4 separate regions of the Sus scrofa genome follow, and regions 1, 3 and 4 are each linked to region 2. A link is a contact called in public Hi-C and promoter capture Hi-C data. All regions are on one chromosome and are shown on one strand. Each heading gives the region's core, a stretch centred on a gene start, on an enhancer-like site or on the middle of the called end of the contact. The rest is flanking DNA. Distances are from core to core; before and after follow the strand shown. Region 1 holds the start of SLC2A4 (solute carrier family 2 (facilitated glucose transporter), member 4). Region 2 holds the start of POLR2A (DNA-directed RNA polymerase II subunit RPB1). Region 3 holds the start of DLG4 (disks large homolog 4). Region 4 holds the start of WRAP53 (telomerase Cajal body protein 1).

The links. Promoter capture Hi-C pulls out the DNA fragments that hold promoters and counts their contacts. Hi-C and Micro-C count contacts between places; a contact is called where the count stands out from the background.
Region 1: a contact with region 2 is called in a Hi-C map of liver, with 6 times the contacts expected there. The contact joins the promoter of SLC2A4 here to the promoter of POLR2A in region 2. A contact is called at or near these places in 1 of 5 promoter capture datasets (fetal liver), 6 of 47 Hi-C or Micro-C datasets (embryonic fibroblasts, liver, retroperitoneal adipose tissue and 2 more) and 2 of 2 datasets of contacts at active chromatin or transcription factors (alveolar macrophages and skeletal muscle).
Region 3: a contact with region 2 is called in a promoter capture Hi-C map of fetal liver, with 2.3 times the contacts expected there. The contact joins the promoter of DLG4 here to the promoter of POLR2A in region 2. A contact is called at or near these places in 2 of 5 promoter capture datasets (fetal liver and liver) and 1 of 47 Hi-C or Micro-C datasets (liver).
Region 4: a contact with region 2 is called in a Hi-C map of liver, with 7 times the contacts expected there. The contact joins the promoter of WRAP53 here to the promoter of POLR2A in region 2. A contact is called at or near these places in 8 of 47 Hi-C or Micro-C datasets (blood, heart right ventricle, liver and 3 more) and 2 of 2 datasets of contacts at active chromatin or transcription factors (alveolar macrophages and skeletal muscle).

What each region holds. Positions count from the first base shown.
Region 1 is chr12:52,626,671-52,633,061 of Sscrofa11.1, reverse strand. SLC2A4 (solute carrier family 2 (facilitated glucose transporter), member 4) reads right to left here and starts at 4,316. Exons shown (of 11, transcript NM_001128433.1): 1 at 4,273-4,316; 2 at 2,854-2,970; 3 at 2,566-2,738; 4 at 2,355-2,479; 5 at 2,128-2,243; 6 at 1,863-2,025; 7 at 1,587-1,774; 8 at 1,049-1,153; 9 at 809-910; 10 at 31-234. The coding sequence starts at 4,305. It also overlaps a transcript of CLDN7 not described here.
Region 2 is chr12:52,774,927-52,781,287 of Sscrofa11.1, reverse strand. POLR2A (DNA-directed RNA polymerase II subunit RPB1) reads right to left here and starts at 1,455. Exons shown (of 31, transcript XM_021067825.1): 1 at 966-1,455. The coding sequence starts at 1,058. It overlaps SLC35G6 (solute carrier family 35 member G6), which reads right to left. Exons shown (of 3, transcript XM_003483096.4): 2 at 4,425-4,496; 3 at 1,713-3,892. The coding sequence starts at 4,427. The coding sequence ends at 2,876. ZBTB4 (zinc finger and BTB domain-containing protein 4) reads left to right here and starts at 5,563. Exons shown (of 7, transcript XM_021067826.1): 1 at 5,563-5,674.
Region 3 is chr12:52,570,377-52,576,602 of Sscrofa11.1, reverse strand. It overlaps DLG4 (disks large homolog 4), which reads left to right and starts at 2,582. Exons shown (of 20, transcript XM_003481294.4): 1 at 2,582-3,077. The coding sequence starts at 3,048. It overlaps ACADVL (very long-chain specific acyl-CoA dehydrogenase, mitochondrial), which reads right to left and starts at 3,082. Exons shown (of 20, transcript XM_021067809.1): 1 at 3,022-3,082.
Region 4 is chr12:52,952,584-52,958,142 of Sscrofa11.1, reverse strand. It overlaps WRAP53 (telomerase Cajal body protein 1), which reads right to left and starts at 3,469. Exons shown (of 10, transcript XM_003131944.4): 1 at 2,730-3,469; 2 at 2,484-2,582; 3 at 2,266-2,377. The coding sequence starts at 3,133. TP53 (tumor protein p53) reads left to right here and starts at 4,357. Exons shown (of 11, transcript NM_213824.3): 1 at 4,357-4,468.

The DNA of each region.
Region 1 (6,391 bases), core at 3,067-5,566, 150 kb after region 2:
AGATGGGGAGGGACCGTGGCAGGGACCTACCGCAACATACTGGAAACCCATGCCGATGATGAAGTTGGACGTCCAGTTGGAGAAACCTGCCACAGCCATGGCTGCTGGGCGGGGTCCCTGGCTGAAGAGCTCAGCCACGATGAACCAGGGGATGGGGCCTGGGCCAATCTCAAAGAAGGCCACAAAGCCAAAGATGGCCACGATGGAGACATAGCTCATGGCTGGAACCCGCTCCTGGGGGCCGGGAAGGGAGAGTGGAGAATTCAGGTCTCTCTTTCCGTTGTTGTTCTGTTGTTCTTTTTAAGGCCCCACCTGCGGCACATGGAGGTTCCCAGGCTAGGGGTCGAATTAGAGCTGCAGCTGCCGGCCTACGCCACAGCCACAGCCATGCGGGATCCAAGCCAAGTCTATGACCTGCACCACAGTGGCAACGCCGGATCTTTAAACCCCTGCGTGAGGCCAAGGATCGAACTCGCATCCTCACAGATACTATATCTGGTTCTTAACCCACTGAGCCACTCTGGGATCTCCGGTCTCTCAGCTCTTATGACTGTGATTCCCCTTGGGTCCTAGAGCTGGGTCCCTAGGAATTATGTTCCTGAGGTTCCACCGGGGCTCTCCTCCTTGGCCGCCAGGATCGTGCTACGGCTTCTTCCCAGAGCAGGGGAAGTGTGGCCAGGGGTCCCTAGGGAGCGTGGTCCTGGCACATGACTTTCCAGGGGTCCAAGGAAGGCATGTATTAAGAGAGCCTCTTGGGGCAGTTCCCATGAGTTGGACCGCTGGTCCCTTCCCTCTCCCCAGGCCTCACCAGCAGAAGCAGAGCCACAGTCATCAGGATGGCACAGCCACACATTCCTGCCAGGCCCAGGAGATGGAGTGTCCGGCGCCCAGCCCGTTCCACCAGCAACACCTGTGGGGAGAGTCGGGGCTTACAAGGGGGCCTTCAGGGCTCGAGATGTGGGAGGCATTGGGTGGGTGGGGCTAACCAAGAGCAGGGCCCAGGGATGTGAGGCCAACAGTGGGGGCCCTTCCAGAGGCCAGCAGTTACCGAGACCAAGGTGAAGACTGTGTTGACCACACCGGCTCCGATGGTAGCATAGGCTGGTTGCCCCACCCCCGCCGTCTCGAAGATGCTGGTTGAATAGTAGAAAACCTAGAGGTGGACGAGAAGAAAAGACCATGGCAGGGGTGTCCTTTGCTCCCTTGCGGCTGTGCCAAGCTGGACTTAACCTTGAATTTTTTTTTTTTTTTTTTAGGGCTGCACCTGTGGCACATGGACGTTCCCAAGCTAGGGGTTGAATCTGAGCTGCAGTTGCCGGCCAGCCACAGCCACAGCCACAGCCACACCAGATCCAAGCCGCCTCTGTGACCTACACCACAGCTCGTGGCAACGCCGGATCCCTAACCCACTGAGCAAGGCCAAGGATGAAACCCGCATTCCCATGGATACTAGTCGGGTTCATAACCCTCTGAACCACAGGGACTCCTTGACCCTGAATTTTAATGGAGAGGGGCTTGCTCTCTTCTTCCCTTCTCTCGGGCTCTCCCCTAACCCCTGCCCTTCCTTGAGGCTGCCACGTATGTACCGCGTTGATGCCCGACAGCTGCTGGCTCAGCTGCAGCACAATTGCAATGATGAGGGGCTGCCGGTGGGTGTGGCTGCCCAGGAGCTGGAGCAGGGACAGTGGCCGCTCATGCTCCAGCTGCCGCTTCTCCTCCTTCAGCTCAGCCAGCGCTCCAGACACGTCGGCCCAGCCTGTCAGGCGCTTCAGACCTGGAGGCGAGGAGGGTCAGGCCTGAGGGGACAGGGAGGGGGCCTGGGAGGAAGACAGGTGCTACAGCAGGACGGCCCGGGAGCTCACTCTTTCTCGCGGGCCCTTCTAGGTTCCGGATGATATAGAGGTAGCGGGGGCTTTCTGGGCAGAAGGGCAGCAGGACCAGCTGCAGGAGTGCAGGCAGCACTGTGATGCCCAGGAGTAGTGGCCATAGGGTGGCAGTGCCCAGCATGGACTCCAAGCCCAGCACCTGCGGGAGAAGGGCGGGAGGGAGAGAGGGTGGGCCGTTCAGCCCTCCCCAGAGCCCCACCCCCACCCCTCCTTAACCTCCCATGAGGCCAGGCCCAGTCACCTGAGCGATCAGAATGCCAATGACGATGGCCAGCTGGTTGAGTGTCCCCAAGGCACCCCGCAGGTGAGTGGGGGCGATCTCCCCCACGTACATGGGCACCAGCCCAGATGCCAGCCCTGGGCAGAGGGAAGGAGGGAGGTTCTCAGGCGGCTGCCCACTTTGACCCCCAAACCCAGGGACAGCGAAGGAGGGCAAGGCACTGGGCGGGGCTGCAGTGCCCTCAGTACCTGAGTAGGCGCCAATGAGGAACCGTCCAAGAATGAGCATCTCGTAGGAGGCAGCCGCCTTGGCCAGCCCCATGAGGGCACCCGCCAGCACTGCCAGGGTGTTATTGAACAGCATTGCCTTCTTCCTGGCACGCAAAGAGTGGGGCCGTCAGAGGGCAGCTGTGCTCTGGCTCCCTTCCTGTTCCCCCAGCCTTGCCCTCCAGTCCAATACCTTCCCAGCCACTGAGAGATGATGCCAAGCAGGAAGGAAGAGAACATGCCACCCACAGAGAAGATGGCCACGGAGAGAGCCCAGAGGGTGGTGAGGGTGCCTGGTGGGATGGAGCCGGGTCCATTGGGCCCTTGCCTGCCCAGCCACGTCTCATTGTAGCTCTGTTCAATCACCTGGGGGCGGGGGGGGGAGCACAGGAGTGATGCCTGCAGACTTGTCCCTCTCTGCTCACCCCCTTCCTCCCCCGCCTTGTCTGGGAACCCCACTCTGCCAGCTGTGGCCCCTCACCTTCTGGGGGGCATTGATGACCCCAATGTTGTAGCCAAACTGCAGGGAGCCGAGCACAGCGGAGAAGACGGCGAGGACAAGGGTCCCAGTGACTCGCTGCTGAGGGGGCTCCCCATCCTGGGCAGGTGGAAGCAGAGAGGGGACATGTCACGTGGAATTGTGGTTTCTTTCCTTCCCTCTGAGGCCTGGGCCCAGCAGGAGCCTTAAGGTGCTGGGTTCCATCCAGCTCGTTGGGTGAGGAAAGTGGACCTTATTAGGAATCCCTTGAAGATCTCAATGTAAACAAGAGCGGGAAGAACCTGCGGGCAGCTGGGCTTGGGGGGGGGGGACCGATGTTTGAGTCCAGCAGGCAGAGAAATGTTTGAGGACCTGGGTCTCACAATTCCTCTGTGACCTTGGGACAGCCTTGGTCTTACAAGACCTGAGTTCAGATTTTGTGTGACCTTGGGTAAGTCACTTCCCCTCTCTGAACTGTGGAGAACTGGGGAGATACGGATGATGTTGCCTGCTTTGTCTATGTGTCAGTGAAAGTGTGAAAATCAAAATTGAATGTTAATTGTGTCCCCAACTGTACTGGCTTTATAAAGTGACAAGTGCATTATCATCAGCAGCCTCTGTCCTCTTCCCTCCTCCCTGGGGGTTCTGGCAGCCGGCTCCTGGAAGCCCCCAACAGGTTCAAGAAGGGCAGTTCCTAAAAGGACATCGCGGTCATTCCTCCCAGCCTTGTGGCCGTCTCTGTCTCCGCCCCAGCCTCCCTTCCCCCTCTAAGCTGCGACAAAGGGCAGGGGGCCATGGCGGCTCTCGCCTGGGAGAGACTTGCCCAGGGGATGGGGGCGGGAAGGTGGTGTGAGGGGCGGTGGTGGTGGTGGTGGTGGTGGCTGATCGCTGGCGGCACAGACTGTCTCCAAAGGGAAACCTGAGCTGGAGGAGGGAGGGCCGACACTCCCCTCTACCCCTCCACCAACCGCGGGGCCGAGGGAAAGTTCAGCGTCCAGGAGGACTGCCAAGTGTGGGGGTGGGGGCCAACGGAGAAGCCTCTGGTCCTCGAAAAACTGCGGTCGAGCCGGGACAAACGGACAGCTCCTGGAGGGCAAGACCCGCCGGGGTCTGCTTGCTCAAGCTGGATTGAATGCAGGGTGTCCCCGATCCCCGCGCAGCGCGAGGAGGGGCGAACCCTGGGACGCGCGGAATGCAGCTGTAGTCCTTGCCCCGGAAAGTTCCCCCAGACCCACTCTGCCTCCACGAGGGACTGGAATTCGACAGTCACGGGTTGTCAAGCCCCGGGTATAAATAGCCAGTCCCCCACCCCACCCCCTGCACCTGCGCAAGGACCGCCCCCTCGCTGACCCCAACTGCGACCCCAGCCCGAGAAAAAGCGGGACCCGTGTCCCCATCCCGCCCCTGAATGTTAAGCCCTACTTCGGAGCCGATCTGTTGGAAGCCCGACGGCATCTTGTCTTAGGAGCTGGAGGCGCAGGAGCTGCCGGAGACCGGAGAGAGGCGACTGGGGGTCTGTGGCCCCAGCCTGGCGGGCAGAAGGACACAGGGGCGACGGGGGTCCCGAAGCGCAGTACGGAGGGCGGGCCGGGTCGGACCCACAGCCACAAGCCGAGGAGCCAGAGTGTAGCTCCCAGGGATCTGGTGGAGCCTGGCTTGGGGGGAAAAGACCCGAGGAGCAGCCCCCGCAGCCCCCAGGGCCACGCCTTTCACAGCACCCATTGGCCAGGAGCCCGCACACCCCAGAAGGCCACGCCCCTCCCTGAGCTCGGGCTGGGAATTTGGCACCAGCCGTCGGGTTGGCCGGCGAGGCCACGCCCCTTAGCGTGCCCGGCGAGACACGCCCCTCGGTTCCCGCCAGCTTTCCGCCGGGAAGTGTTTGAGAAAAGGGTCCTGGGAGACCTGGCGGCTCCGTCGCCTTAAGTGCGAAGACTCCGCCCACTTGCCAAGCTTGGGGGCCGGAGAAGCGACTTCAAAGCCCTGCGCGTTGGCTCGGAACCGCGGGGTCTGAGAGGAGATGGGCCAGGTACACTTGCCCGGTTGAGACCGCGGGCGGCCCGAGACAGCGCGAGGCGGCGCGCGGGGTGGGTGCGGGCCAATGGCCTAGAGTAACCCACGGCGGTTATTTTTAGCTCCTACGTTGGGAGACGCCAAATGTCAGGTCCCCGGTGTCCTGGCCTGTCCCGGGCGGGGTGGTGGTGGCAGGGAGATGGAGCCTTAAAGGGTCCGCGACACGCTCCCCACGCGGTGATGGCCCCGGGGACAGGAAATTCCGTTCCTAGCGGGTCGGGTGTCTGGACTTGGTGGTCCTCTTTCCGTACATCCCTGCTCCGGGCTCTGCCTATCTGGTCCTTCCCCTACACCCGTGGCCCACGTTGGTTACTGGAAGCGGCCCAAGGGACAGGTGGTCACACCAACCACGTCACCAGTCCTGAGGCCCCTGAGTTGCCAAGAATGTGCTAGCCGCGTGGACGACTTGGGACACGCTCCCTGGAGGCCGCTCTGGGTTTGAATCCCCAGCTAAATCCTGCCCAGGGAGGAGGGCACGACCTAGAGTTGGCATGTCCCGAGAGCAGCAGAACACTGGGTAGGGGAGCGCACGCGGCTGGGAAAACGGGCCTCGGAAGCGCGGTGCTGTAGTGCCATCTGGAGGGAGAGCGCGGATCCGCAGCGGATCGGGCCGAGGTGGTCTCCGAGCCACTCTCCCAGACCTTCTCCCACTCCAAGGTGCCCCTCAGGCCCATCCCAGACCTCCTTCTGGAGCTCTAGATCTGAGTATTCGGTTACCGCCTGGGTGGGCAGCTCACGTGATGAGCGTGTCCAGACCAGCTCCTCCTGCTAACTTCCTCATCTCAGTGAATGGCCCTAAGAGCCACCCTTGTCACTCCCATCAGGTCCGGCTTGATTCCTCCTCTCCTGTACCGACCCCCACCCCCCATCCAGTTCATTCCCAGCACTGATGTTTTGAGTTCCTCGGCTTTCACATTCATCTGATTTTCTCCACCTGTACTGTTGCCACTTTGGTCCAGACCGCCGTCCCGCCAACTCATCTTCCTGCTCCTCTTCTTGTCTTACAGGGAAGGCAGAGTCCCATACAAAAGTTCAGCCTCCTCAGTCCTGCCCTACAAGTCTTTGTTGCCCACTGTCAAGTTCAAACCCCTTTTCAGAGTGAACAAAACCTGCTGCCTTTCCTCTCCTGTCTCTTCCTCACCTTCTATCCCCGCCACTCAAGTTTTCATCAGTTCCTAACTACTTCTTGTACCCAGAACACACTGTGCTCTTTGACTGCTTGGTGCCTTCGCCATCCTAATCCCTCAGTCTGGAATAGTCCTGTTTATCCTCGAAAAAGGCGACCCCCTCTGTGAAAACTTCCTTGATTTTTCTCCAGAGGGCCACGTGTCTCCAATATAGTATATTGTCCTCATTTCTTCTCTGTCCCTTAACCTTGAGGACAAGCGATGTTGTTTACCTCTGTATTCCCCAGCACCCAGCCTAGGGGTGGACACGCGGTAAATGTCTGCTGAATGAATGAAATGAGGGT
Region 2 (6,361 bases), core at 206-2,705:
TGACGACACCCCACCTGGCCTGTCCCACCTCATGCTTCTCTGGCCCATTTTATTTTTTCCTCCAAAAAAAGATGTTTTGCTTTCTTTTTAACATGGACACCCAATATTCGCTTATTCCAAACACTGCTGACCAGAAGTATGTAAACTAGACGCTGGAGTTCCTCCAGCCCATTTTATAATACTCTCCTCACCCACTTAAACTGACCGCTTTTCAGCCCACAGGGCACATCAAGTTAATCCCTCCCTCAGGCCCTTTGCACTTGCTCTTTCCTCTCCCTAAAGAGCTCTTGTCCTAGAATCCATGGACCCAGAGACTGGCTGCTTCTCATATTTTGGGTAATGTCACCGCCTCAGACAGGCCTTCCCAGACCCTGACACCACCCCATCCAAAGTAGCTCTCCCTCGATGGCTCTCCATCGCATTAAACCGTTTCACTTCACTCAAGGCACTTGCCATTCACAGAATGATCTTGCTCATTCATTTATTCGTGTTTACTGGCTGTCTCCCCTGCCCCTTCCCAAAGAATGTGCTCTAGGAGGCAGGGTCCTTGTCTTGTTCGGCTCGGCGTCCCCACCGTCTGTTATGTCTATCACGTAGCAGGTGCTCAATTAATACATGTAGAAGGGGGAGGGAAAAAAATCTGGGGCTCGGCTTCTCATCCAAACTTGCGAAGGCCCCCTAGGATCCGTGTGATCTCGTTTAAGGTCGGTCTCTTCCTCCTTCTCACCCTCCAGCCCCTCTCGCGGCCAGGCCCCCAGCCCGGAACAGCGCTAAGCTTGCTGACCCCTAGGAAAACTTAACTCTGGGGAGGCCGGGAAGCTGGACTCTGCAATGCCTTGGCGCCGCTAACCCATCTGCCCCGCCAGCCACGCTGGGCCAGCGAGCAGCGCCAAGTTTCCGCAGCTGCAGTCAAGCTCCGCCCGCAGCGCGGGAGGGAGAAAGAGTGGGAGGGTAGAGCCGCTTACCAGTTCATCCGGACTGAGGACGCCGAACTGCACTCGCTTGATGGTGCGCAGCGGGCATGCGCTGTCCCCGGAGGGGGGGCCACCCCCGTGCATCGCGGAGGCAGGCGCGCTGCGCAGGCGCAAACCTCACTACAAAAAGCCTGCGCCGCCTCCACCTAGGTGCTCAGACCCCGTCGGGGCGGCCGCCGGGAAGGACCTCCCCGAGTTGGGAGGAAAAAGCCGGAGGAGGGAAAGGTGGGGGAGGGAAGTAGGCGGGGAAACGAAAAGGGGCGAAAGGAGCTCTCCTCCGCCTTTCCGGAGGTTTTTCGTCTCCCGAAAAGAAAAAAAAAAGAGGAGGGGAAAGGGAAAGGTTTGGGGGAGGAAGAAGAAAAAGGGTAACGAATAAATAAGTAACCAGGCTCCTGAACGGCAGAGGTTACGGCAGTTTGTCTCTCCCCCTTCCGGGAGCCGCCTTCTTCTCCAACCGTCCCGGCCGCGCTCTCGGCGCTTCTGAGGAGCGAACCGGCCGAATGACGCCCTTTATAGATTCGCCCCGGCATTCCCCCGCCCCTTCCTTTCCCGCCCTCCTTTGCGCTACGGGGCCGCCTGCGCCGGCGTGCACGGGGCGCGCGCTTGAGGCGTTGATCCTCCCTCCCCGGCTCCCTGGTTGGGGTGACCTTTTGAAATGACAAGGGGGAAGGGAACGGTTTTTATCCCGTCGCCTCCCCTCCCTCCTCCCTCCTACACTGAGGTTTAAGGTTTAAAGGATCAAGGGTAAATATAGGCCGCTTTTATTCTCGTTCCGAGTGAGGTTTCATTTTCAGCCAAAGTTTCTCATTCATGTCACCCCCTTCACTGGAAAATGGTCTGTTCTGAGAATCGGTAATGAAGGAGGCGGGGCCGGTCGGATCCTCCCAAGTAGGTTCCCGAAGGGGGGAGTGCTGGGGGCCGTCCTTGGTCATGAATATGCAGTAGTCGCGCTGAATATGCAAGAACAGGTCAAGATGGCGAGGCCAATTGCTTGTCCGGAAGTAGCTGATATATGTCGAGCGGCCTCCTGAGACGAGTGGACATTTCCAGGCCTCTGACGGAGCGCTGTCCGGGGCTCTGGTTTAGGATCTCCGGCCTGCGCCGCTGCCAGAGGCCTCAGCTCAGAGGCCTGCTCCGGAAGGACGCTGGCCACTATCCGGGAGAGATCACGGGACCGCGACAATCCAGGAAAAGCAGATTAGCCATGGGGCGGGACGCAGAAGTCCTGGGGAACTCGGGGTCAAAGCCTCTGAACATGAGGAAATCCTCCCCCTTCTAGAATATCTCAAAAATAAGATGGTGGTAGAGGTGTGTGAGGATCCTAAGGGATTCTCCAATAAGAGCAGGGGGTAGGACTTCCACTGTCCTTCCAAAGCAGAGATGACACCAACTGCAGAGCCACATTCAGAGTGATCCTTGTTTGATGTCAATATCACGTCACCACACCAAGGTGGGAGGGGGGAGCATAACCACGAGGAAGGGAAACCAACGCTCAGAGGGGAAAAAAAAAAGGCATACTCCCTTCCGCCAGCACAGCTGCTTGATCTGCCTGAAAGCCCCAGTCACTCCAGCCCCAGTGCTCTTCTCTCTCTGCTGCCGAGGGAAAAATCCTCCCAGTGGCTCATGGCCTACCTGCTTCAGCCCCTTTGATCTGCTCTTCAGATGTCACCCCTTAGTTCTGCCCTGATCCCAAGCCCCAGCCTAGATTCCAAATATGTTGATCTCCAGGCTGGTTCCAGGTTTTCTAGGTAGTCCCTTCCTACCTCCTACCAAGTCCCCGGGTCACCCTTGACTCCAAGGGGTGTCCTTCTCCCACACCAGTTCTTTCACATGTTTGTATTCCAGTCTTTCCTTATATTTACCCCTGCCCACCCCCCACCCCCAGGCTCTCAGGTTCGATCTCACTCCTCCACTTGCCCTTCCCTCTCACAGCTGAGGTTCTGGGCAGTGATGATGGCAATGCTGCCCAACACGACCCCTGCCCCCATGATGTCCGAAGGTGCCACGGTCTCATAGAGCACGTAATACTGCAGCATCAGGGCCACCACCACCTCAGAATGCAGGACGGCGCACACCAGGGCGGGATGGGCCTTGGTGACCGCATAACTCACACACACAAAGGAGACCAGGGCAAGGATCCCCACTGCTCCCACGCAGCTCCAACTCAGAGGATCGTTGGGCAGCACGGGGGTCTGCAGCACAAAGAGGCCTGGCACGGAGCCCACCAGCCCCACCAGGCCAAACAGGAAGGCCACTGTCGGTAGGCAGGAGGGGAAGTCCAGGGAGCGATACACCAGGAGCCCCAGTGACAGTGCCAGGCCGCCCAGGAAAGCAAGCACATAGCCCAGGGCGGTGTAGAGGCCCGTGGTCCCCTCCTGCAGTGTCCCTAGTCCAGGTCCCACAATGATGATGAGTCCCAGGGTGCTGCCCAACAAGCCACACCAGTCGTAGCCGCTGAGACGCTGGCTCTCAAGGCAGAGAGCGAGGAGAGCAGAGCAGACCGTGGAAGAACCTTTGCGGACAGTGGCAGCATTGCCAGCGGGCACCACCTGCACTGCACTGTAGGCGCATCCGATGCTGAGGACGTTGAGTAGGGCGTGGAGGCAGGCCCGGCCCCGGACATCGGGAGGTCCCAACAGTGGGTCGCCACGCAGTTTAAGTAGCAGGGCAATGGGGAGGTGGAAGAGGCAGCGACAGATGAGCAGCTCCAGCGAGGGTAGGTGGGAAGCCTGGTAAGCCATACGGGAGAAGGGGCCCACGAAGCCAGCGGGCAGGCCCCCACCCAGCAGGGCCACGAGCAGGCCTTTGGTGGCATCGGAGGGCCGGCAGCGCTGGTGCGAGGGGAGGCTGGGCGGAGTGGAGGGCGATGGTGGCTGCTGGGTGAAGTCGGGCAGGTTGAAGTAGGGGTGACTGCCAGCCTGTTAGGGAGAAAGGAGCTCAGGCATTAGAGCAGCCATAGCTCAGGGGACCCGGGGCAGGGCGAGTGCCAGGCTGGCTTCTGGGACTCTGTGGGACGGTAGAGGGGCAGGCTGTCTTGCTGAGGAACTCTTGGGAGCTAGAAAGGGCCTGAAAGATGGATGAGGTGGTACAGTGTGGACCTTGAACCTCTAAAGCAGGAAGCAGGGAGTGAGCGGTCCTGGAGCATCGTGTTTCTCTGGGTAAGTTGTTCCTGGGATCCTGGGGAGGAGAAAAAGAGGACCCGGGGATAAAAAAAAAAAAAAAAAAAAAAAAAAAAGGACCCAGGGATGCTCTCTTCGTGTGCGGAAGGGGAGGTGGCTCCAGATGCTGTGTGTCTGTGTGATGTCACAGGTTCTAGGACATCGGGGAACATCATTATGAATTTCACTTGTGGGTGTCAGGGACAGCTGGGAAGTTTTAGGGGAGGAGGGGAAAGGGAGCAGCCGGGAGCCACAGGGAGGGGGGCCATGTCCCCCTGCCCCCCACACTCACCATCTTTCCTTGGACTCTTCCTCTTCTCCTGGCTCAGGGGCCTGGGCCCTTCAGAGCTCCAGCCATTGTGACCTGGTTGGGGGGGTGGGGGTGGGGGGTTCTTCCCTGGAACCTTCCTGAGGTGGGGGTGGGCCCATTTTCTCATTATCTCCCACTCTGCTTGCTTTATAGCTTTGTCTCTGTGACTCCAAAGTTTATCTGACTCTCTTTTTCCTCTTTTTGACTACCGGCTGTGATGAGACATCTTTGGGTTTTAATTTGTTTATTTATGTCTCGCCCTGTTTCAGAAAGGTTTCGTGAGGACCTGTGAGGGCCCGCTCCTCTGTCTCCTGGGCTTGAGTTTGGACACCAGGCAGGCGTCTCTGGACGGTCCCTCTGGAGTTTCAGGAACGCGTTTCTTCTGCGTGCTCTTCCACCTGGTGGTGTGGGTGCTGGCCCAGGAGACCCACGCCAAGGCCTCTGCGTTTATGCAAGAGTAGATAGATGTGGATATTTCTGCCGATGGGGACAAAATAGTAAGCTGCCCGTTCATCTGAGCCGGTAGTCATATACCTGTACCTGCTCTGTAGGGCTAGGGCCTGCCCGCCCCCGGCCTCTTGGGGGTCCCTGCGCATTTCTGAAGAAGGAGTGTGTGTGTGCGTTTGTCCAGGGCTGCCCCTGGGAGTGTGCTGAGCCCGGGTCTGTGGGTCCCACTGGGCCTGATTGTGAGCCTGCCACGTTGTGTGTCTGCAGAGAGGGTGTGCGTGCTCTGGGCGGTGTGCACCGCTGAGTGAAGGGCGTGCAGGGGGCCGGGAGCGGGGAGGGTGTTGAGGGGGAGCCCCTTCCCAGGGAGTGGGGGTCGTGCAGCCCCGAGCCCTTGCAGCAGCCGGCTCGGTGCCCACCCGTCCGGCGGCCCGGCGCTGCGCCGTTCCCTTCCCGGGATCAGTCCGGGCGCAGGCCGTCGGGCGCGCTCGACCCGAGCCCGAGCCCGGAGCCTGGTGTCTGTGCCGGCTGCGCTGCGCCGGCCTCCTCTCGGCAGCGGCGGCTGCGCTGGGGGGTACTGTTTCCGGGGGTGGGGGTGGGGGTAGGACCGGGGCGGGGGGAGCCGATGATGTCAGCGGCGGCGGCGGCGGCGGGGCCGGGCCGGGGCCGGGCGCTGGGGGGGCCGGGGCCGGAGCCGGAGCCGGAGCTGGAGGCGGGCGAAACCGGAGCGGCCGGGGGCGGCCACGGTGATGAGCCGGGCCTGGCGGACGCGGCGCCATCGCAGTCAGGTGGGCCCCGGGGCGAACCGGGCAGGGCCAGGGCGGACCGGAGCCAACAGCCGGGCCCCCTCCCCGCTGCCCGGCGCTGCGGGGGCCCGGGCCGCGCCCGGCGCCGCGCCCGCTCCCCTTTGGGGTTGACCTGGGGGCTCAGGGGTCGGGGGCTGAGCCTGGCCCCGCCTCCAGGCGCGCACAGCGCTGGGGGGCGACTAAGGGGGCCCGGGTACGGCTTCCGACCCAGCGGCGGCCGGGGGGGCGCGATCGCCTGGGGCCGTGGAAAGGGCCGCGCTCACTCCCCACTTGAAGGGTTAATTCTGCAGCCCGGTGCCCCCCTCCCCCCGTGGGGCAGGTTGGGGGTGGGGTGGGGCGGGTGTGAGCCCGGGCCGGCGCTGCAAGCTGCTGGGAGGGCGATGGCGTAGGAGCCAGGCAGAGGGGGGGAGGGGTGGGCCGCCGGAGCGTCCCAGAGTTGGGGTGTGCGGGGTGCGCAGGGCGAGCTGGGGCCCCGGAGACGCCGCGCCGTCGGGGCAGGGTTGTGGCTGTGAGTCCCGGAGCTTGTGTGTCTCCTGCTGTGTTGTGGGGCAAGGTAAACCTCTCCGGGGCACTACCGTTTGCGGGTCTGGCAGCCAGGGGTCCAGCAGGGCCCTCCCGGGCCATGGGGACAGAAAGCCAGATGGAGGGGTGGCCAGTGTTGAGGGGCAG
Region 3 (6,226 bases), core at 1,333-3,832, 210 kb after region 2:
GCCCGCTGCCCCTGTTCCTCCTGTCGTACACACACCTTACGCCCCCCAACCTCAGCAGCTGCCGCCCCACGTTCGGGGTCATCTTCGCCGCCTGCATTTCCGAACCCGCGACGGCCGCCGCTGCCCTGAGCGCTGTGACCTAGCGCTCCTGCCAGATCTGCCAAAGTCTGGGACCCGCGCCCTGACTCATCCTCCACAATGCACCGGGAGGCGGGGGGGCGGGGCTTCCGGGCGCCGAGGGCACGCTGGGAGCTGTAGTTCCGGGGCGCCACCCAGCACCTGCATGCTGGATGACCTAGGGTCATCCCCAGACGTCCCTTATCTACCCAGACTCCTTCATCTCGCCTGTCCGAACTAGAGTGTCGCCCTAAAAAGGGGTGATGCGATAGGCTGAGAGAGAAATTTAGGAGACTGCAGCCAGAGGGAGGGAGGGTAGAATGACGGGAGGACTTTCCAGGTGGAATTAGAAGGGAGAGGTGAGAAGAGAGAAGCCTAAGATAGAGGCCAGAGGCAGGGGCGTGGAAAGACGACTCTTTGCGGTGTCTCATCAAATTGGTCTCTACCGACACGGAAGGGAGTGAAATGGCGGGGCGGGTGACTCAAGGTGGATGTGGGGTGGGTGTCCCAGGAATGTTTTCCTGAAGCCTAGGAGTAGTCCCTAACTCCAGCAACACGTCAGCTTTTTCGTTTTGCTTTTTAGGGCCACAGGTGCGGCATATGGAGCTTCCCAGGCTAGGAATCAAATCGGAGCTATAGCTGCTGGCCTTCACCACAGGGCACAGCAGGATCCGAGCCGCATCTGTGACCTACACCACAGCTCATGGCAATGCCGGATCCTTACCCACTGAGCAAGGCCAGGGATTGAACCTGACCCTCAGGGATACTAGTCAGGTTCATTACCGCTGAGCCACAAGGGGAGCTCCTGAAACACCTAAATTTTGACAATAGGAAGGAAGCCAGGTGGGTCCGCTGAGACCTTGAACATCTTTGTCTCCGCCCTCTGCTCTCTGCTGAGACCATGTGCTCAGGCCAGGCCTCTGGGCAGATGGGTTCTTCCCAGGCCCCAGAGGAACCGTAGGAATTCTCATGTCCCTGTCGGGTCTGGTTCTCTTTCTCTCTCTCACACAAACATGTTTAACCCTGGGTCCAGAAGTCCCAGATAATTTATGCCCCTTTGCCATTCTCACGGGGGCCAGGCCCAGAAGAGAGTGACAGTTTCCTTTCCTTTTGAGCTGTGGGAGCAGCTGACCCCCTTGCCCAGTCTTCAGGAAAGTGGAGGGGTCACACCTGGCTTTGGGGAGGGGCCAGGGTGTGAGGAGGAAGATGGTGATGGTGGTGGCACAGCGGGCGGGTCGGAGGCTGCCTGCTTTGCCTGGCAGGTCCAGCTGGGTCGGGAGGAGGCAGCTCAGCTCCTCTGACCCTGGGGGGATTAGAGAGATTAAAGTGAGAGAAGAGAGAGATGTCCGAGGGACCCAGAGGTGAAAAACAGGAGTCCTTGTGAAGGAGAGGCCTGGGGGGAGAGGGTGGGCCTGGGGGTCCTTGTCCTGGACCTCTCCAGAGAGTCTGGGGTGAGAGAGCAGAGATAAGAGGCGGAGGTGAATGTGTTGGCGCCTCGTGGCTGGCTCCCTTGTCCCAATCCTCCCTCATTTGCATTTCACCAGCTCCCAGGTCAGCCCTCTGGCTCCTGGCCCCCCCACTATTGCGATGGGCACCCCCTCTCCTCACGGTGCTGCACAGTGACCTCTTCCAGGCCTTGCTGGGTGAGTAGCCCCGATTTTCCGAGGGGCAGCCGTGGAAAGGGCTGGCCTGGGGGCTGCTTGGGAGTCTGGAGATCTTTTGGTAGCTGCAGGAGCCCCAGGCAGGGGTCCTCCATCAGCGTCCACCAGCCCGGGCTGGAGGGGTTCCTCCCTTAGCGGGCAGACGGAGGTGAGGTGATGGCAGGGGCGGCCAGAGAGGCAGGGGGTGGGCGAGGTAACTCGGTGGTTCTGTTCCTGTGACAGACATCCTGGACTATTATGAGGCTTCCATCTCAGAGAGCCAGGTAAGGGGGTGAGGGTGGGGGCCCGACTTCCCGAGGGAGCAGGCAGGGCTGGAGGGGTGCGCAAAGCACTGCTACTATTACCCTGAGACTTGGGGGCCCTGGGACCACGGCCGGAGTCAGGCGCCCCTGCAGCCCCCTCTTCACCTGCCCCAGCTGCAGGCCCCAAAGGGTCCAGGACTCAGTCACTCTTGAGGCTTCCTCCTGTGCGTCTGAGGGAGCTGAGGCCCCCAGGGACTCCCTCGTGCCTGGCCCTCCCTCCCTGCCTGCCCCGAGCACAGCCTCTCTCCAGCGGCCCCGCCACCCTGGCGGCTCCCAGCCCATCTCGGGCTGCTTCCTCCTCCCTGGCTCTGCTGTCAGCGCTGGTGGCTCTGGCCAGGCCTCCATGTTGGCCTCAGGGCCTCTCCGCTCCTGCCTCCATCTCCTTTCCCATTATCCGGGTTCCTGCCAGCGCGGAAGGAGTTAAGCCTGCCAAGGCACCCCCCATTCTGCTCCTCGATCGCTCCCTCCCTCCCCCTGCTTCCTCTCTCCTCCTCTCTCCCCTTCCCTCCTCGGCTCCACGGCTCCCTCGGCCGCTGCCGCCTCCGACCCCCCCACCCCACTCCCCCGCCACGGCCCCGAGCCCCTGGCCGTTAGGCAAGACCCCCCCTTACCCCGGGGCTCCCCGAAATCCAGCTCCCCTCCCCCACCTCAGCTCATGCCCCAGCCCCCGAACTCCGGGGCTGCCAGCCCCCGGTGCCCCCGCCCCTCCTGAGAATCGGGGTGTGCTCCCCAAGCCCCCTCCCCTCCACTGGGGACCCCCTTTTAGGGCCCCCTTCCCCTCCCTCCCACGCTCCCCTCCCCTCCCCTTCTCCAACCCCCTCTTTCCCCTCTCACCCCTCCCCCCATCCTGGCCCCCCCTGCAAAAGTGGGGTGCGGAGGGGGGAGGGGTGAGAACCCAGGGAGGGGAGGAACGAAACTCCGATGAAGTCAGAGCCCCTTACCCGCCGCCGCGGCCAGGCCCCCCAACATGGACTGTCTCTGTATAGTGACAACCAAGGTAAGCCGTGATGGGGGGGCCAGTCACCTGGGGGGAGGGTGAGAGTTTGTGGGGAGGGGTTTGTCAGGCCTAATCTGCCGCCCGGGGGCCCTGGCGTGAGAGCATCCGAAGATGGATTTGGGGGTCATAATTTAGTTTGGGGGTTCACGGCTGAGAAAATGCTGGGTTTGGCCACAGGTGCCCCCTGGAGTGATCCCTTTGTACCTGGGGAGAAATGGAAAATAGGGGGTATTCTGTGACTTGGGGGCTGGTGGATTCTGAGCTTCACCAGTGATGTTTGAGGGAGACTTATTTAAGGAGAAGCCTGGCTCACATGGGAGTCCTGCCCGGTGTGTGTTAGAAGAGGGGCTCTGCGTGGGGGGTCCCCTTCTCCCCTGGGAGACAAACTGGTCTGCAGGTGTCTTGTCCAATTTCAGGGGGGCTCCTGGCTTGGGGGTAGGAGGTTACTGGTTGTGAGGGCCTGACTGGTCTGGGGGTGTCAGCTGGCACGGAAGGGGAAGGCCTTCAGGTTATAGAAGAAGCGTCTCGTGGTAGATACATTTGGGGGTGCTCTCATTTTGGGGGAGCAGTTAATTTAGGGTTCCAGCTTACGGAATGGGGATAGTTGGGAGTTGTCAGCGAGCTAGGGCCTGACATAGGATCACCTGAGGGAAGGGACCAGGTGAGGTTAGGATTGGGGGTGCTCCCTTGGGTGGTGGAAGGTTGCAGCAGCTGAGGCTGGCAGCTCCTGAGGAGGAGGAGGAGGAGAGGTTTGGGGAGAGAGGGGATTTGAGGAGGGGGACCAGGTGCATGGTGCAGAATTTGGGGGTGGCCCAGGCAGATGCCCATCACCCCCATCTCCTCCCACACAATATCTACCCCTGGTTGAGAAAGAGGGAGAAGAGCAGGTGGAGGGGATGTTCCTGTTACCCCTGACCCTTGGGATAAAGGTGGGGGAGGACACCTGGATTTAAGGTTACTGGGGTGAGAAGGAGTCAGAGGAGGGCCGGGCTGGCAGCCGGGAAGATCCGTACAAGGCTATCCCTGTGGTTGGAGTGCCAGAGATCCTGGCTGGCAGAGCTAGCAAGCTCCTGGTGGGATGCAGAATACCCTGGTCTTGGCTCTAGGACTCTGGGACTGGGAGGCTGGATGCCTGGTGTGTGGAGGGAGGCTTGGGCGGGTGGCAGGCAGCTGGGGGTTGGGGGGTGGGACAGGAAGTGGGGGCCGGGGAGGCGGGGTCTGGGTGAGTCACAGGCTGGGGAGGGGGTTATATTTAGTGGGAACTGCAGATTCTCAGGGGAGGGAGCTGAGGACACACATGTTCCCTGCCACAAACTCACACATGTGTGTACACATGCGTCTATACATGCCTCGCTCATGTGTGAGCTTGGACAGAGGCGACTGGGAGCGGAGGACCTTTAGGTCCCAGCCCCGACCCCCTCTCCAGAGCTACTTGCTTATCCCCTGTTCTGCGGGCTTTGGGCTTTCTCCCATGCTGCTGCTTCCTCTCATCCCCTGTAGTTTCCGTGGATTTTTGTGCCTCAGTTTCTCTGGGCTGCTCTCCTTTAATGTCTGTCTGATCCTCAGTTTCCCCGGTGGTCTCCTGCCCGTAGCCTGCCCCTTAGCCTTAGGCTCCCTGGCTCTAGTCCCTTATGTGCAGGTGTATACGGAAAGCCAGTTGGAATGTGTGGGCTCTGCTTCCAACACGTGAACACACATATGCCAGCGAGGGTGAGGGGCTTGCCTGCACTGGCAGCTATTCTGGGACGGGGGGTGGGGGGGTTATTCGTCTTCCTTCAAGAACCCTGCTTCTTCGATGGAGCCCAGGGTTGAGCATTCCCGAAGGAAGGAGTCTTACGCAGAGAGGATCATGCATTTTGGGGCTTTTACAGAGGCGTGGAGACCCAGGCTTGCCACATTCCTTGGCCGCAAAACTTGTCTGTCTCGGGATGGCGGGGACTTCAAGTCCCACAAGGCCTTGAGGCACAAGTTCCCTCAGTGTTAGAGGGTTGCTGCCCGTGGGGCTGTTGGGACTTGTGGTTCATCTCTATTCAGGGCAGCGCAGGGTTAGCCTAGGAGGAGCCAGCAGGGGGCACATGGCACTTGTCCGTCCCCCCCCAAATGCTGGGTGGGGTAGAGGGTGCTCATGCTTTGCGGTCGTTGAGCTTCCCAGCTCCATCTGAGTCCTCCATCTTTCACTGCCTATATTTAGACTCCTGCCGCAGTAATTTAAGGAACATTTATTGATTGCTTACTCTGTGCCGGACCCTATGCATTGTGCTCGCTCTGCCTCTACAGCTATCACTTAGTCTTACTCCGTGCCTATCTCTCTGCCGGTGTCTCTCTGTCTCTGAACATCTCTCTCTCCCACTCCGCCCCCGTCCCTCCCTCTTCTCCCCGCGCTGCTGCCGCCGTTGCCATGGTAACCGGCGACGACTGAAGTTGCGTGGCGGGCCTGAGGGCCGGGCGAGGGTGGCGGAGGGCGGAGCAGAACAAGTGGGGGAGGGGGGAAAAGTGGGGAAAGACCGGGGGCATTTGGCCAGAGTCCCGGAGGCGAAGCGGTTAAACCCTCCGGGTGGTCCTTATTGGGCAAGCTAAGACGCCGGGGGCGGGGCAGTGTGGCCAATGGCCTCATTCATTGGCCGACTGGGGCGGGGCGGAGGGACAGTGTGGGCGAGGCCGGGGGAGCGAATGGGCGGGAAGTGGACGGAGGCGTGGTCTCCTAGAGGCAGGTGGGCGGGGTCTGGCGTACTCCATCCAGGGAGGCGGGCAATTACCCTCGAAAAGGGGCGGGGCCTTGGGGCTGGGTAACCGGCCCGAAATGAGGGCGGGGTTGCCCCGGTAGGGGCGTGGCGTGGTCCCATGTGCCGAAAGGAGACGGGGTTTGAGGGGCTTGTTGTCTAAGAAACTGCGGGGCGCAGGGGTCTTTGGAAGGGAGAATCCGGGGGTTGGGCGATCTGACGTCTCAATTTTCCTAAGATGGAGGCCTGTTCAGATTTCATCAGAGCACAACCTCCTACCTCGGCTCTAAGTTCCAGGGAGACGGTTGCTAAGCGACAGCAAAGTCCTTGATTGCTGAGTTGCCAGGCAACGGGGAAACGGAAAATGGAGGGAAAAAGGAAATGGGGGATGGGGGAGGGTCTTAATGGGCCATAGCGCCCACTGGCGGA
Region 4 (5,559 bases), core at 2,220-4,719, 170 kb before region 2:
GCCCCCACTCTCAACAGCATTAAACGTGACTCTGGAGGTCCCTGGTGGCACAGAGAATTACGGATCCTGCATTGTCAGTGCAGCCACTTGGGGTGCTGTTATGGCGTGGATTCAACTGCTGGCCCAGGAACTTTCATTTGCCACACAGCCACAGCAAAAAACAAAAAAAAAATGCGACTTGTGCCTCCACTTTCGTAATTTCTCCTGCACCCTCCTCCATACGCCGGAGCATTCCAGGCTCTGCTTGAGCCTTCTCCTTCTCCATCTATGCTCTCTCTCAAGACTGAATCCACTCTCAAGCCACAAGATGCTCTCCCACTCCCAAACTACATCCCGAGCACCCTTCTCAAAGTCTCCCCTTAGATTTACATTGCCGCGACCTAAAAACCCTTGACTTCCATCCCAAGAGCTCTTCACTTCCCAAGTGAACTGTATCTCCATCCACCCCACTGGCTTCGCAGTCCCACAAAATATACTTCAACTCCACCCATCTCTCTCTCTCCTGATGCCACCCCAGCCCAAGCCAGCATCGTTTCTCGCCTGGACTATGACAAACTGCGTCTTAACAGAGTCTCCACTCTTGACCACTCACAGTCCATCAGAATTCCCTGGTGGCCTGGTGGTTAAGGATCTGGCATTGCTACTGCAGTGGCACGGGTTCAATCCTGGGCTTGGGAACTTTCATGTGCAGCCAAAATAAATGAGTAAATAAACTTCAACTATCATTTCACTCTTTTATTTTTTATTTTTCTTTTTATGGCCACACCTGTGGCATATGGAAGTTCCCAGGCTAGGGCTCACATTGGAGCCACAGCTGCTCGCCTACACCACAGCCACAGCAACGCCAGATCTGAGCCACATTTTCGAATTATGCGTGCAGCTCATGGCAACGCCGGATCCTTTAACCCACTGAGCAAAGCCAGGGATGGCACCCACCTCCTCATGGATCCTAGTCTGGTTCTTAACCCACTGAGCCACAATGGGAACTCCCAACACTCTTCTCTTTTAAAACTCTCCCATGGCTTCCCAGAGGCACTCCGAAGGCCCCACCCACAAGATCTGGCATCAGGCATGGTGGCCTTCTTTCTGTTCCTTGAACACATGAAGTTCTTTCCCAGCTCTGGGTTCTCTGGGTTGTTGTAGCATCTCTGCCCCCTTCTTTTTTTTTTTTTTTGTCTTTTCTAGGGCCGCTCCCTCGGCATATGGAGGTTCCCAGGCTAGGGGTCGAATCAGAGCTGTAGCTGCCAGCCCACGCCACAGCCATAGCAATGCGGGATCCAAGCCGCATCTGCAACCTACACCACAGCTCACCGCAACGCCAAATCCTTAACCCACTGAGCAAGGCCAGGGATCGAACCCGCAACCTCATGGTTCCTAGTCGGATTTGTTAACCACTGCGCCACGACGGGAATTCCCACATCTCTGCCTCTTTGTGGAGCACTCTTTCTATACCTCTTCACATGCCGATCTTGTCATCCTTCAGGTCTTAGCTCAAATGTTTCCTTTTCAGAGAACTCCTCCCCAGCCACTTTATTTAAAGTGGTATCCTCTGGTTAATCTCTCCTCATTCTGTTTACTTCCTTCACGGTATATATATATATATATATATTTTTTTTTTTTAAAGCCCGCACCTGTGGCCTATGCAGGTTCCCAGGCTAGGGGTCGAATCGGAGCTACAGCTGCCGGCCATAACCACAGCCACAGCCATGCAGTATCCGAGCCGCATCTGTGACCTACATCACAGCTCTCGGCAATGCCAGATCCCTCACCCACTGAGCAAGGCCAGGGATTGAACCTGCAACCTCATGGTTCCTAGCTGGATTCATTCCCATTGCGGTATTTAACAAATACCCCTTCATGGTATTTGTTAAACTCAATAATGAACTTGACTGCTTATTGGGTAACATGTTTCCCACACAAGAAAGCAAACCAGTTCTTCATCTGTCTCGTTCATCACTTCACCCCAACACCAAACACAGTAGGTGGCATATTAGTGGTCATTCAATAAATATCTGAAAGTCAATTAAAAACTACGGAGAGAAATCCACTACTCCTTTATGGAAAACATATATTCCTAATGAAAGATAAGCCAAATATCACTTTAAATGACTTCGGAACTGACGGCCGAAAATGCTACCTGTGGAAACTCACGGTGAAAAAATACCCTGTTTGTGACAGGAAACATGTGGACTGTACTTTCTCCATCTACAGGCAGGACTTAAAAGTGCCCTGGCTGAGGAAGGGGCAGTTAGTCCCTACCCTTACCATTTCTGCGTATTCCAGCTGCTCCCCCTCACTGTACAGCTCTGGGGGCAGGTTATAAATCCGCAGGACGTTATCAGCACTATTGGTCAGGATGCAGGAACCATCAGGGGCCCTAGGAGTAGGAGAGAGAAGCCTGGATAGACCTGTATCTTGCGAGTGTTGGGCTTGAGCTGAGCAGACCTGTGGCAGAGGTGAGCCCCCTCCTCATCCTTACTTACCACTTACAGCCTTTCAAGAAGTTCTCAGGTTGGGTGCTGAACTCTGACCAGGAACCGCTAAGAAACCGGGGTAGCTGCGAGAAGCTGTAGTTCCAAGTGCTGGAAGGAAGATGGGGAAGACAAACCTGGGTCGCCAAAGCCAAGGAGAAATGGGCCTGGAGAAGTGGGGCTGAGGACTGGCGGATGAGATATATCTCACATTTCCAACCTCCTCAGATTCCTGAGCCAACTGCCATCAGCACTTACGTGTATCCCTCATCCTCTGGAGCGGGTTCCTCAGACACATCTTCCATGTCTTCTCCCGGCCCCAACTCTGGCTTGTTCGTTTCTTCTGCAGGAAGGCTCACTTTTTCAGAAAGTTCTTGCTCCTCGATTCGAGGGCTCAACTCACTAGGAGTATCAAACTCAGCTTCCAACGGAGTGGAGAGAGAAGCTGGGTCCCCTTCCCCCAGCTCCTGGGACACGGCCGAGCCAGCTCCAGGATCCGGGGATATCCGGGGCGCATCATCCCCATCGGGTGGCGGTGGCGTCTGTTCAGGGTTCGTATTTTTATCCATCGAGGAAGCCTGAGGAGAGAGACGGGCTGCAGCTGGGGCCTGGTCTGAAGGAAGGCAGTCCGGAGCTAACACTGGCGCCTCCGGGGTCTTCATACTGCAGAGGAAGCACGGCAAACATTGGCCGCGGCCAGGCAATCCTCTTCCCGCCGGCTACCAGCTGCCGGGCCTGCGGAACGGCAGAGACCGCCGTAAGTTCGCACGGATCCGGACGCAGAACTGGAGAAACCCAGCAGTGCCTTCTTTCTGCTCCCGGGATAGGACAGAAAACAGCCCCCCGCCCCCAGGCCTCGCGAGGCGAGGCGGGCGAACAGGAATGTTGGAGAGCTCGGCGATCCTTAGCCCTGTCGGTGGCTACGCGCCACCTGTTCTCGCGGGATTTGGGCCCACCATTCGATTGGACCTCCGCATCCCGGATCAGACTTCGCGGGCGACCCACAAGAGGGGCGGGGCAGGGACGTAACAGGTCACGGGTTACCGTTCCCCTCCAGTCCTGAATCTCCTAGTGCCTGCTGGGACTTGTAGTCCGAGAGCTTCTGAGTCAGGGAGATGTGTCTGAGCTCCTCGCGCTATCATTCTTCAAGCACCTACTCCCCTCCCCACCTGCAGAGGGCGCGAGCGCTATATTTGTTTTTACGGGGTTTGAACCTGTTTTGCATCTCAACTCCTCAGACCTCCGTCTCTTTTCATTCATTCAATAAATATTTATCATTGAGCTCTTCTTTGCTACCCAGTACTGTACTGGAAAAGACAAGAATGAATAAGATAGTAGGCAAGGTCTCTGCTCTCCTAACGCTTAGGTTGCTGTGTATTGAAGGCAAGGAACAAATTATTTCAAAACGTGATAGGGTCTAGGAAGGAAATTAAACAAGACAGTGTGATACAACGTAACTAGGAGAATACGTTAGCTTGGAACATTAAGGAAGGTCTTCCTAAAAATTGACATTTTAGCTAATGAGGAACTATCCAGCCATCTGGGAGAGCAGAGTTCCAGGCAAAAGGTGCAAAGGCTGTCTTTCTTTCACCTTCATGTCTGACTCGGGGACAAGTCTTTCAAAATGGTTTCCACCAATTCTGTTCTCACAGATCTGGGTTGTCGAATTTCTTCACCGCAAACTGTCAGTAGCTACAAAACCAACACAGCAGGAATCCTGACTCCCCTCACCCTCACCACCTCCGTCCGTCGCCACCGCCCGCAGGGTAATTGCTTGCCCTTACTTGTCATGGCGACTTTGTGCCAGGAGTCTCGCGATGGTTGCTGGGATTGGGATTTTCCCCTCCCATGTGCTCGGACTGGCGCTAAAAGTTTTGAGCTCCTCAAAAGTCCAGGGCCACCATCCTTGGCGCAGGTAGCTGCTGGTCTCCGGGGTCACCTGACGTCCCGTCTCGAGCGTGCATCCCAGGACAGTGACACGCTCTCCTGAGCTTCGGGTAAGCTCTTAACTGAGCCTGATGAATACTCTATGAGTCATGGGCTCTCGGGTCTGTGTATTTTCAGCTCAGAAGAAAGGAGGATGGAGGTGGAGCGAAAGATTTAGTGATTTGGGGGGGGGGGGGAAATGGAAGTTCTTCTAGCGGCATCAACAGAGGAATGCAATGTTGGGAGGCCTGAGTGTAGATGATAGGGATGTTAGGACCAACCGAACTAAAAAGCTGAACACCTGCGCCGGGTAGTGGGGCTTTGGGGAAAACTTGAGCCTGCCTAAGGGGTTCTTCCCCACCACCGCCACCACCCCATTTCAGTACCCGGTGTGGGGGAGCCCTTAATAAGACACACAAAGCATCAAGGTCCGAGGCTTTGGGATCTTGGAACTTTGGGGATTTATGGCTCGAGATTTTAGTGCGTATGGCATCCCAGTGGAACCCTGGACTCCATTCCGAAGTGGTTATCCGGAGTGCTCCGGGAAGTCCAAGGTGCTAACTTCCGGACCTTTGTCCTTTCTTGAGTGAACTTTCCAACTGGCCTTCAGCGCCTCAGGATGGAGAAAGTCCATTTAAAGGCTGTCAGTTGTGGAAATGGGACATGCTAAACAAGAGGTTTGCCCGCGAAGCCTCGGAGGAGTAACCCGGCCGGAGAGGCCCGGGAGCCCTGTTATTGTTTGGCTCTGCATTTACATTTCTGCCACTCGCAGGAGCATTTCCGGTTTCTTTTCTTCGGAACAGCCCACTATTCACCCGATGTGAGGGAAGTAGAAAGAGAAAAGGTCTTTTAAACTGGTTCCTATTGCTTGCTGCAAGGGGCTGTTAACCCCCTCTACCTTTTTTTTGTCCTTCATGGACTACTTAGCCACCGCTTTTGGGAAGGAAAAAGCATTTGTTATGATGCAAACCTCAGTCCCTCCCCCTCTTGTGAATGGTGTGCTCCTTCCTGGTTGTCTGCTAACCAGGCGGACGCTACCATTGCCTGGGGCGGTTTTCTTTTCTTTAAATATCAGAAGGCAAACCTTGGGTATCTTCGAGAATGGGTACATCTGAGATTTAAACGATAAAAAAGCATAACGATGGGGTTGTTTGTTTGTGGC